Linked DNA regions of Gossypium hirsutum: region 1 is linked to region 2. The links are chromatin contacts, called in public Hi-C maps. All regions are on one chromosome and are shown on one strand. The core of a region is the stretch at or near the end of the contact, and the rest is flanking DNA. Distances in the headings are between cores, read along the strand shown.

Region 1 (6,533 bases), core at 3,168-5,667, 200 kb before region 2:
TTGGAAAAGTAAACAATGAGCAACACTCATCTTCTCCGTTCGGTCATTAATCTAATAAGCTAAGACGATGTCAAGACGTCGAAAAACAAAAAAGCCAAAGCTGTTTACAAATAGATATGTTGGTTTGTACTCTCACAATTTGAGTTCGTTAGATAAAATATTATATATATGTTTGATTCATTAAATGTTCTGAAATGGTAATCTAATTGTTGGGGATCGACCCGCATAAATAAAAGATAGTAAAAGTAGAGAAGAATGAACAAAAGTATTTACATGGAAAACCTTCACTGAGGGATAAAAAACCACAGGCAAAGAAAACTTCAACTTTTTGTTTAGCATCAAACAAACAAAGAGTATAATGATGGAGAGTATTCAACCCGAACACAGAGCAAATCCCAAAAGAAACCCAAATATCCCAAATTCAAAATCTCTCCCGAAAAACTCTTTAACAATTCTCACACAAGAGATATATAACACAAATCTAATTCTCTAAATCTGATTCTACTAAACAGGGTTCCAAAGGCCCTTTAAATGGGCTTGGGATGTGGATCCAATATAACTAAATATCCTTGTAGGAAATAGAGTTTGATTGGGAGAATGAGTCCCGTTGAGAGTAAAAAAACGTGGTTGTATTTGAGCAGAAAACATCGTCTCGTCATGACGTGGCCTACCTACTCGTCATGACGTCGCAACCTTGCTTGGCTACCAAGGGTGTCGCATTGTCCTAACGTCGTGTGGCTTTTTGCTTCTTCAATTCTCATCTTAAGTGCCTACAGCGTATCTAATAAATGTAAGGCACATCCTACAAATCTCCACATTGACTTATATTTATCATGCTTCATTTGCCAAAGCCAACTATGGGCCTATCTCAAACTTTGCAGGATTCTAACCAAGTTCAAGATCTACTTGAAGTTTGAAACTAGAAGACTTCTAGTCTTTTTCTTGTGCACTGCTAAATCGAAACTGACTTATTTTTTCATCTCATGAATGTAGTGCTTTATTTTTCTAACTCTTGCACACGAAAGAGAACCTCTCTTGTCCAGAACGGTCATACCTTTTTCGCTTGAATGACCAAGTCGTTTATGCCTCAACTGAGTCGAATCTAACTCTTTAACCAACAAGGAACTTGCAGTTTTATCATTTATCGTTGATCCTTGCAGAATACAAAGATTGTCATTCTTTTGACCTCTCATCAAAACGAGAGCACCATGAGACACTTTAATGTCGCTTGACTCGATGTTGATTCTATAACCTTGTAAGTCCAAATTTCTCAATGAGATGAGATTTCTCTTTAAATTAGGAACATGCTTGGCATCTAATAGTGTCCTGATTGTCTTGTTGTGCATCCTAATCTGAATGACACCAATACCAATAACCTTACAGGATGAGCCATTCCGCATATGTACAACTCCACCTTTAAGTAAACTGTATGTGGAGAACTAGTCTCTTTTGGGACACATGTGAGAAGAACACCCCGAATCTTGGACCCACTCGGACGTAAGTTTAGAGCTTTCACTCGTTGACACCAATAAGAAATCATCACCTTTTTCTACAGCCATAGTAGCATTGGCTACGTCAGCATTTTGCTATTCATCCTCACCGCTCTCGGCAGCCCTCCTATTTTTATTTCTCAAACTATAACATTATGCCTTTATGTGACCCAGCTTTTTGCAGTACTTGCATCTCTTATCATGGTTACTCGATTTTGACCTTAATTTACACTATTGCATGCCTCAACCAACTAAAATCGAGGCTTTTTTTATCAGATCTGCTGCTTGAACCTAATTCATTGTCGAGTTTTTCCTTACTCAACAAATTTCCCTTTACATCCTCAAATGACAGTCTACCTCTACCATAAATTAGGGTCTCCATGAAAGATTTATACTTAAAGGGCAAAGAGCACAACAATAACATAGCTTGATCTTCATTATTTATATTAACCTCAACGTTCTTTAGGTCATTCAAAAGTGTAATGAACTCACTAATGTGAACCCTAGTGGACATTCTTTCGTCCATACGAAACGTGTACAAGTGTTATTTCAACACCAATTGGTTGGCCAACAATTTTTTCCTATAAAGGGTTTCTAAATTCATCCATAAAGCAACCGTTGTTTTTTTTATGAGTACTTCCTATAGTACATTATTCGTGAGGCATAATTGAATCCTGGATAGAGTTTTTTCATCAAGCTCTTCCTATTTTGATTTTTTCATACCTTCGAGCTTTTTACCAATAACGACCTTTAGACCATTCTAAACTAGAAGTGTTGTCATCCAAACCTACCATAAACTGAAGTTTGTGATCCTATCAAACTTATCAATATCAAATCTAATTGTTGCCATCCTAAATGAGTTAATTTGTGAAAGCTGAACCAAGCTCTAATACCAATTTGTTAGGGATTGATCCGAATGAGCAATAATATAGTAAAAGTAGAGATGAATGAACACAAATATTTACATGGAAAACCCTCGCCGAGGGATAAAAAACCATGGGCAAATGAGGCTTCAGCTTTTCACTAAGCAGCAAATAAAAACTATAACGATGGAAAGTATTCAACCCGAACACAAAGAACAAATCCCTAAAAAAAACTAAATATGCTAACTACAAAAGCTCTCCCTAAAAACTCTTTAACAAATCTCACACAAGAGATATATAATGCAAGTCTGATTCTACTAAACAGGGTTCAAAAGGTCCTTTAAATAGTATTGGGACATGGGTCCAATATAACTAAAATGTTCTTATAGGAAATAGAGTTTGATTGGGAGAATAAGTCATATTGAGAGTAAAAAAACGTGGTTGTATTTGAGCAAAAAACATCGCCTCGTTGTGACATGGCCTACCTACTCGTCATGACATCGCAACCTTGCTTGGCTACCAAGGGCGTCGCATGGCTTTTTTCTCCTTTTCGATTTCTCATCTTAAGTGCATACAACGTGTTTGATAAATGCAAGGCACATTTCACATTAATAATGTAAAATACTCGAAAGGTACGTATTTACATGATTATGTGAGTAGTGATCATTTGGTTGGTTGAATACATGTATTTATGCTTGTTGATGAAATATGATTAATAACAATGATAATTGCCTTATTAACGTTGTCGAATAGAGTCACAGATATAGTTGGCATGCCATAGGGTCTGTTTTGATAGGTGGGAGATTTAGCCCTATGTGTGTACATATGAGACAATTCTCTAATACTCTAGGGGTCGAAAACATATCATCTGCTCAAATACCCTAAGGGTACAAGCGTATTCAAGTGTGGTAAGTGGAATTGGTGTATTTATGCCTAATTAGCACTTTAGTGCGTATTTGGTGTAAAGGTAAATTGATCTGAATATCCGTCATTTTATTCGATTTGGTTAATAAGTATTAAATCATGACGTGTTAAATATATATTGAATTGAAGTGGATGTTAGTATAAATATAGGCTGTTAGCATAGAAAAAAAATACACTTATATCAAAAAATATATATTTTATTAGCCAAACACATAATGGAAAATTAAAAATCTTTATAATCATAAAAACTTGGAATTACAACCCTAATATCTACAATTTCCACTCATTTCTAGATTATTTCCAAATATATCATTAATGTTAAATTTATTTATATTTTTTATGAAAATATTATTATAAAATTATTAATTGAACCGTATTTTTATTCATACTAATCGTGTTAATAATTGCACATGTGCTTTGGTCATTTAGTAGGTTTTATTATAACAATGGCGAATGAGATTTTTATTATGTGTAATAATTATTTTTAAAGTAGTATTAATTCTATATAAAATTTGATAATTTAACCCTGAAATAATTTAATAAATGATTTTATATAAATTTTAGCACATTTATACTGCAATATCATATTATGTCACATATTATATTATATTTAAACTATTTTTAATCATATATATTTATAATATATTTAAACTTTTGAATTGATATTATAGGTAAGATAATCAGTATTGTATTAGTGGATGTACAGTTGTTTTTATATTGGTACATACGGATACTAGTATGCTTTGTTGTACCATTTTGAATATATCAATACTTTTAGATATTTTTAAAATTTAAAATATTAAAATCTTATACCAATCAATATGAGTTAGTATGTACTGGTACAAATCAAAATACACCGATACAACAGACTGAAATTTAAATTAGAACAGAAATTAAATTTTGTTATTTCAATTTATTACCAGAACAAGACGTTTCAAATCATACAGAATTAACTTCTTTGATTAAGAGTGAATAATCACCAATTCAATTAAAAATAATTAAAAAATCATTTTAAAAAATAGTAAATATAATTATGCGAGTGCTTTTTATATTTTTCCGAAATAAAGAGAAAAATATTTGAACTTCAAAAACCAAAGGCTTCAAATCCTACTTTTTGTGGGCTTAAATGGGCCTAGGATTTCAGCTCCACCCCCAAGTCACTCAACACTCTCGTAAGCCCACAAAAAGCCAATAGAGAAAGAATAGGTAGGGTTTTTTATCCCTACCACTGCGCTGCCATAAGAGTACAGGGAGAAACCAGGGAACGGGCCATAGCAGTGAGCGGCAGCTTATCTTCTTCTTTATTACAAAAATGGTTGCTTTCAGGGTAAGTTACCAATCGATACCCATTTCCATTATTTGTGTTTTTTTTATAAAGCTGTAATGGGATTTTTTGTCTTGATTTTTATTTGGAAAAAACAAAACATAGTTTCATCAGTACCAAGTGGTGGGGCGAGGTCTCCCAACAGAAGCAGATCAGCATCCTAAGATCTACAGAATGAAGCTTTGGGCCACCAATGAAGTCCGTGCCAAATCCAAGTTTTGGTCTGTAAAATTACATTTTGCTGATCAGATTTGTTATTCTTGTTTATTTTTTACCCTTTATTTGATTTTTTTTTAAAATTTAGGTATTTTCTGAGGAAGCTGAAGAAGGTGAAGAAAAGCAATGGACAAGTTTTAGCAATCAATGAGGTATTGACCATTTATTGTCCTTTAGATCTCTTTTGAAAGTTTTAAACCCTATAAGTGAAATGGTGTTTCATTTGTATGTTGGATGTAGTTTGAATTTTTAGCTGCTCGAGTTAAGTTGGTTGCTTTATTTAGTGTGACATTTACATGTTGGATAAGCGATAGTCTTCGAAAGAAATATGTGAATTTCTGCTCGGGCTTGAAGTCGGAATCCAACATTCTATCTAAAAAATGTATGTACCAATCTGTTTACTTAGATCTAAAGGAAGCACTCTGCTAATGAAGGTGGCAGTTTGTTATTCAGCTGAGTTTTGTCTCTTTGGTCATTAATTGGACAGAATCAAGTACCACTGCTGATATATACCTGTGTAGGAGACAACATACATGCATATATACCTGCGTTGACAGTTGAGTACAGGGAAGAAAATAATGTTTTATACATTACATTTGTGCACTGGGGGTGGCTCAGTTGTGTTCCATTGTTATGAAGGTTGCTTGTCTAAATATATATAAACTTGATTGGTGATCATAAGTTAGCATTCTTCTTGTTTTCCTCTTGGTGGAACAGGATCACATTTGTGCTATGATCATTGAGCCAGATGCTTGAGTGTTATTTTGAATCACATCTAGTGATTTAACAGATATTGATATTTTCTCATGCTATGTTTTATATTGTAGATTTTTGAGAAAAACCCTACCAAGATCAAGAACTACGGCATTTGGCTCCGATATCAAAGTCGAACTGGTTATCACAACATGTACAAGGAATACCGGGACACAACTCTCAATGGTGCAGTTGAACAGATGTACGCTGAGATGGCATCTCGTCACAGGGTGAGGTTTCCATGCATTCAAATCATCAAGACAGCTACTATCCCAGCAAAACTTTGCAAGAGGGACAGCACCAAGCAATTTCACAACTCCAAGATCAAATTCCCACTGGTATTCAAGAAGGTCAGGCCACCTACTAGGAAGCTTAAGACAACATACAAGGCTTCCAAACCCAACTTGTTTATGTAGTAGTCCATAATTGGTGATGGTAGGGTAAAAGGCCTTTTAGGTTGATTACTTGTCGTGTTAGATGGATAGCATCCATCAGATTTTGAGCACTTTATGTTTACTTTTGTGGTCCCTTATGTCTTGGAAGATTTTGTAGTTTGAGAAGTTTATTTTTAATTGATTACCATGGTGAATTACTATTTATAATAATATTGGACCATTGTCTAGTTGGTGAAGTTTCTGTTGGTTATCACTTTGCTATCACAAAGTACTTCCTACAAGCATAAAAAATGACTTCTAATTTTACAGTTGAAACTTTACCTCTTAAATTATTTTTGAAAGATCTAAATACCAAATTTCCCTATTAGAAATACTGTAAACAAAGTAAAAGGTACACTAAAAATGGAAATAAGTGACTGGATTTCTTCCCAGTTAAAGAGTTAAAATTCAAGATATGCCCCAAAATTTCCCTTCTATTTTTATCAATAGTACCTCCATCAAAAAGTTTCACGTTGCTGTAAAAAGCTAAAAATACAGATGTGGACAAAACAATCTATACAAAAATCCA
Region 2 (6,272 bases), core at 3,202-5,701:
ATTGATTTTGTCATTTAGATGTGAATTTTATTAAAGGGGCTTATATATGAAACATTGAAAATGTATGAGGTTAATTAAAAGGGCCAAATATGTGCATGATTTAAAAGATGGGATTTGCATGTCAAATGCACCATTTAATTTTAGTGGCCGACCATGATTGCACTTAATTTATGTGTATATGTATTTTATATTAAGTGAAATGATTATAATAAAAGATAGTGAGTGATAAGAACATAGGGGAGACTTCATTGTTTTTGGGGGTTCTAGCCGAAACTAAAGAAAGAAAAAGAGGAAAGTGAGTTGGGAATGTTCGGTTTTTTGGAGGCCAATTTCTAAGCTCAAGAAAAAAGGACACCAACTTCGAATAGGGGAAAAGAGAAAGTAGTTGAATAGCCGATTTGTACTAAGTCGATCAAATTCAAGGTAAGTTCTTAAGTGTTTGAACTTTGGAAATTTAAGAATAAATTGTAATAACTCCGCTTAGGACAGCAGCAGTAACGTGAATTTAGAAAATCACCATAAATTGTTGGAGTTGAATTAGGGGCTGAATAAATTATGTAATTAAAGCTTAATGAGTCTAGTTTCTTATAAAAGAAACTGTGTAAGCAAAGGAATTGCTGATAATGAGATATTTAAAGTTGTGTGAGACAGTGTCAGAATGACTCCAAAATCCCCTGTTCTATTTTTAGAAAACAATTATAAATTGTACAAAAATTGTTATAAGACAAACTTTATATGCTTAGACTCCTTAATGAGTCTAGTTTCAAATGAAATAAACAAGAACATATTTTAAATTCTGTACAATGAGGAATTTGATTTGTAGTAAAGAGTAGTCAGTATAGTCAAACAGTGATACAGGGGAAACTTTAAGAAAAATCTGGTATTGATTGGCCAAACCAAAAGTTCTGAACATTTTATGGATAAAATATGTATGAGTCTATTTTTAGGGAAAATTAACGGCACTTCATTTTGAGTTTTGTAGCTCCAGTTACGAATAATTTAATGACTATTGCCGGGAAAAACAGCTTGTAGTGAATTTGTGATTAAGTAGTAAACATTGATAAAACTGTTTGAGTTGCTTATAAACTATCAATTAAAATTTTAATCAAAGTACCGAATCCGTATTAAAGTGAGGCTATAAGCTGTAAATGACTAGTATACCTAGTCAATTTTGTTATGATGAAATTGATGTACAAGATATATATATGTGGTAAAGCCGAATGGCTAATGTAAAATATGTATGAGATATATATATGTGGTAAAGCCGAATGGCTAATGTGAAATATGTATGAGCCATGCATATGTGGTAAAGCCAAATGGCTAATGTGAAATATGTATGAGATGTGTATATATATTGTGGCCGAATAACAAATTGTGAAAGGTGTGTATTAGTAGATATTTGATAAGGCAAATGAATTACAAATATGATAGTCGATGTGAATGTTGTAACATGGGATTAAATGTACATGAAACTTGGAAATATATTCCTGGTAGGACCCGATGACTACGTGTGGAGATTATGTCCAGGTAAGACCCGATGACCACGTGTGGGGATTATCCGAGCTAAAGGTCTCGCTGATGATTCGAGTAAAGCGTAAGATTATATGACTTCACAGTAACAATTGTTAATAAATACGTTAAATGCGTTAAGTTGGACAGGTATGTATTCTGAGCTTATATTTAAGCTTGATTTGAATTAAATCACAAGGTTGTTATGTGATGCATATGTGAGTAAAACAATAAGACTGTTTCTATGATTATTGCGCATTTGGTCAATGTGAAAAGTTAGGTGAAAATATGTAATGTACCTATGTTTATAAGAGATCACTATCAAGTGAGAATTTATCTGCTTATTGTGTATATTACGTAATTGTGTATATTCGGCCAAAAGGGCAGTATACCTAGAAAGAGGTTATATGAGAATTCGTAAGATCGACTTTAATTTGGTTGGTCAGGTATATGATAAATACTTGTACATGTTAGACCCATCAGAATTAAATCATGATTGTAAAGTGGAAAGCAAATATGAAAATGCCATATGAATATGTGGGTATACAGTTATGGAGAAATATTATAGGATATTGGGAGATATACATTTTGACTTGACCGATGAGGGTAACTATAGATATGAAATGAAATGTTATATATATGAATCAAATAAACAAATTGGTTATATTTGAGTTCAAGAGTTTTTTTTTAAATTTGCTTAAAACTTACTAAGCTTATGAAAGCTTACTCTGTTGTTATGTTTCTCTGTTTTATAGATTGTTGAATTTGGCCTTTTGCTCGGGGATCGTCAGCAACTTGTCACACTATTACTATCCACTGCTTGGTACTGCTATGTTTTGGATTATCTTATGGCATGTATAGAATAGACTAGTGGCGGAAGAATATTTTGGTTAATGTATATAAGCCATGCGAAAATGGCATCTTTTGAATGTTTACTTAGAGAAGTTTAAATTTTATCCATGGCTGTGCTTAGTACTTATTTAAATGAATGATCTTTATTTCAAGAAAAAGTTCAAAATTTTACTGTTCTGACATGAGTTACAAGTCCGGTAATGCCCCTTACCTATTCCGGCGACGGTTACGGGATAGGGGTGTTACAAAGTGTATTCCAAGTGTCCTTTTTTATGTTCTAATATATTAGTGATTAGCCAAGAATTACTTTGGCACCAAATGTAATATTCCTATATCAGGTTCCTTGAGTCGAACATAGTATAGGGTGTTACAGAAAGTCCAAAACAATCGATGGAAAACTCTTTTCCCAAGGACGAGACAGTCGTAGAAGTACACTGCGTGTGTTTCTAGATCAATGATAGAACCTGGTACATACCGATCCAGTACCTGACACCATTGCCACAAATCGTTATGTAACCTGTCCCACCCATGATGCAAGTTATCCATAGCCTTTTGTTTTGCGACCTATGCATTATAGTATGATGGCGTATAATTGTACTGATTATGAATGTTGGCAATCATTATCAGTACGAAAATCTTGGGATACGCTTTCACCATATGGAGAATTATGTCAGATATCATGTTGGAGTCTAGCCTTGGATGATCTTAAGTTACACCTGCAAAGTACGAGTCAAAGTTATGTTATTGGAAAAAATAAAAACCCTTGTCAAATCACATAGAAATATTGGGTGATCGCATCGCGCACCTGCTACAACACAAGTATGTGGACTGATATACTTTTTTTATTATCTACAAGCTTGTCTTCTTCCGAAAAGATGCCATGATTTTCCATTGGCACCTCTCATTGCGCATTGCGCACTTTCCCTCGAATTTCTTTGAACGAGATTTTGTGACATGGTAGTTCATGCTGTTTTTGAAGCTGTACTGCTTCGATACAGCAAGAAAAACATCTTTGTTGCAATACTCTATGCCAACTTCTAATACCCAAACATTTGACGATGAACTTGCATGGCTAGGTATTCTATGTGGGAGTTACGGGAACTCTAAATCACCCTCAGCTGATAGGTTGACGTTTTGCGTATGGGTCGAAGGTTTATATGCCTTGAATCACATATTTGGATCCGGAGCATTGTCCAAACCGTCATCGTAAAATGCACAGGGTTTTGGCTCAGTTAAAACTTACTCTGGTTCAACAAAATTGCTACTTCTGAACCATCCAGCTTGGACTGCCAAATTGGATTGAGGTCAGATTCAGATTCGTGAACAACCTCCGTTGCCCTTTCGTCCGCGCTTGAATCTTCTTCCTCAGTTGCATCTTTATTTTTCCCTATGATTATGATCTTAATCTTATGTATGGTATATATAAAGCTTTATTTGCGGGTATCCAAAAAGGTTGAACTCATAACTGCATAATGACCGTTAATTGGCCCCCAGTTATACTCGAACCTGGACTGCATAACAACAGTTGACTAGGACCTTCATTTACACTTTAACTCGTAACCGTATCAAGCACTATCACCCTGAAACTTGACTTCTATAAGATGAGTTTATGATGTAATTGTCCTATCCTGGCATGACATATGAAATGTATATGTTCTGAGACATGTTACCGCATCCCTGTCCTCTTTAATCTACCTATAAATTTCAAGATCTCACTCTCAAAACTTTAAACCAATAAAAACCCTAATTCCTAAATAAAAAAATCTTAAACCTAAAAAACCCTAAAAAAATCAATGGCCAAGGAGAGAAAGTGTGAAAGCGCTTCCAGCTGGGTGTACTTTTACACACTCTCTCTAAAATCTGTTTACTTTCCTAAATATTAAAAAAAAACTATTTGGTCAATTAAAAAAATCAGTATACCTATTTAGCCTAAAAATCAAGCTGGAACTCATTAATTGAGTTTGAATTGAAATTAAATAATTAAAATATATTTATTTAAATTAAATTTAAATAAATATGTTAGTTTAAAAGTAAAAATTTAATATTTAATTATTATTTAAACAGTAAAACTGATCCAACCAAGTAATATGAGCCTGAAAATAAAAAAAATAAAAAACAAAAAACCATGGTGATCTAACCCAGTCCGACCAATACAGAAACCCACCAAGTCTCTGAATTGGAGTAGTCCAGTTTCTACTTCACCCAGGTTCAAGCCCACTGAAATCCAGCAAGATTCTAAAAATGCTAGGGTTTCACTAATTCATACCATATATACCTCATTCTGATTTGTCCTCCATTCTTAAGTAAGGGCTTTTGCGTGGAGAGAACCGGAGCTACTGCCGTCGTCGCCGCCATGGTGAAGTTTCTGAAATCCAACAAGGCCGTGATTGTCCTCCAAGGCCGATATGCTGGGCGCAAAGCGGTGATCGTTAGATCCTTCGACGATGGAACACGTGACCGCCCCTATGGCCACTGTTTGGTTGCAGGGATAAAGAAGTACCCGAGCAAGGTCATCCGCAAGGATTCCGCCAAGAAAACAGCAAAGAAATCGCGCGTCAAGTGCTTCGTCAAGCTCGTCAACTACCAGCACCTGATGCCCACCCGCTACACCCTCGACGTAGACTTGAAAGACGTGGTTACCGTCGATGCACTTCAGACCAAGGACAAGAAAGTGGCGGCTTGCAAGGCGACCAAGGAGAGGTTCGAAGAGAGGTTCAAGACTGGAAAGAACAGGTGGTTCTTTACTAAGCTTAGGTTTTGAGGGTATTTACCTTTATTATAGTATCTTTTTTTGAGAAAAAAAAGTTTGAATTTGGATCTAGTGTTTCAAGCATTTTGAATTTTAAGGACGGATTTTGAATCTGTTCCGATGGGATATTTTTATGTGCTCTTTTGTTGTTATATGATGCTATGTTGCTTACTCATTTCTCTTAGACATTTATGTTTTTTTATCTCTCAAAAATAGAATCTTTTAGTTATAAAATGTTCCAATGTTTTGCCATTTTTTTGGTATTATGGTTGCTGCATGGAGTTGTTTCTCCTGCCTGAGAAATGGGTATGCTTCAGCTTCAAGATGGAGTTTTGGATTGAAATTTCTTGGATTTTAAAGCTTAATTTCAATTCAGTTCTTCATCAACCATTTACTTGTCATCTAATGGGTGACTATTTGTCTATTTGTTTGTTGGTTTGGCTTTTACTATTGATCTTAAAATTCGCATTGGTCTAGAAATTAAGCTTGTAGTTGTTAATTGTAACAATAAAGCATTAGAATTATCAAGCCTGTTTTTGAAATTTGGAAATTCGTTACCAATTGTTTAGTATAAAAATATACTCTGCTGTTCTATGTTATGGTTTAGAAGTCGGGGTTTGGATTTGTTCATCCTTGTTTGTTCCTTGGGGTTCAAAGTAATCATTTGATTCTTGTTCTACCTGGACTAGGTAAATGAGCGTTGAATGCGGACATGTGACTGACATTAGCTCACTCTATGTTTTCAAGTTTGTCTGATATGTTAGGCATTTTGATGCACACTATAGGAAAAATGAAGAATTGGACTTGTGGGATTCACTTTGCAGTTTTATGGTGCACTTAGAATTCTCTCTTTCTGTAGGATATTTGACTGGTGATCCGATGACAATGATATGGTTTTACACTGTTCATGGTTTTGCTCTATTTGTGTGAAATTGCTAAATAGACTATTTTAGGGTTGGTTTCGTTTTTGGATTTGGGAGTGTTGCTATTCTAGTGACAGTGCATAAGTTTCTTAAGCGACCATAGATCTTGGTGCTTTGGCTCGTCTTGTGTTTGCATTGATGATGGTGCGTTTCAGTGCTGCATTTTTTGGTGTCATTTTGGTTGATCAAGTACTGGAGATTCTCGTCGTTGTTGGAAGAATCCCTATCATTGTTTCTTA

Evidence for each region. A called contact is a pair of places that touch in the nucleus more often than the background predicts.
Region 1: a Hi-C map of hypocotyl shows a contact between it and region 2, with 4 times the contacts expected there. The contact joins the promoter of LOC107924556 here to the promoter of LOC107923813 in region 2. A contact is called at or near these places in 4 of 34 Hi-C or Micro-C datasets (hypocotyl, leaf and petal).

Annotation. Positions count from the first base shown.
Region 1 is chrA11:20,784,665-20,791,197 of Gossypium_hirsutum_v2.1, reverse strand. It overlaps LOC107924556 (60S ribosomal protein L18a), which reads left to right and starts at 4,417. Exons shown (of 4, transcript XM_016855064.2): 1 at 4,417-4,604; 2 at 4,707-4,822; 3 at 4,906-4,969; 4 at 5,645-6,201. The coding sequence starts at 4,590. The coding sequence ends at 5,986. It also overlaps the pseudogene LOC107923438.
Region 2 is chrA11:20,585,206-20,591,477 of Gossypium_hirsutum_v2.1, reverse strand. LOC107923813 (60S ribosomal protein L27-3) reads left to right here and starts at 4,451. Exons shown (of 1, transcript XM_016853962.2): 1 at 4,451-5,281. The coding sequence starts at 4,715. The coding sequence ends at 5,122.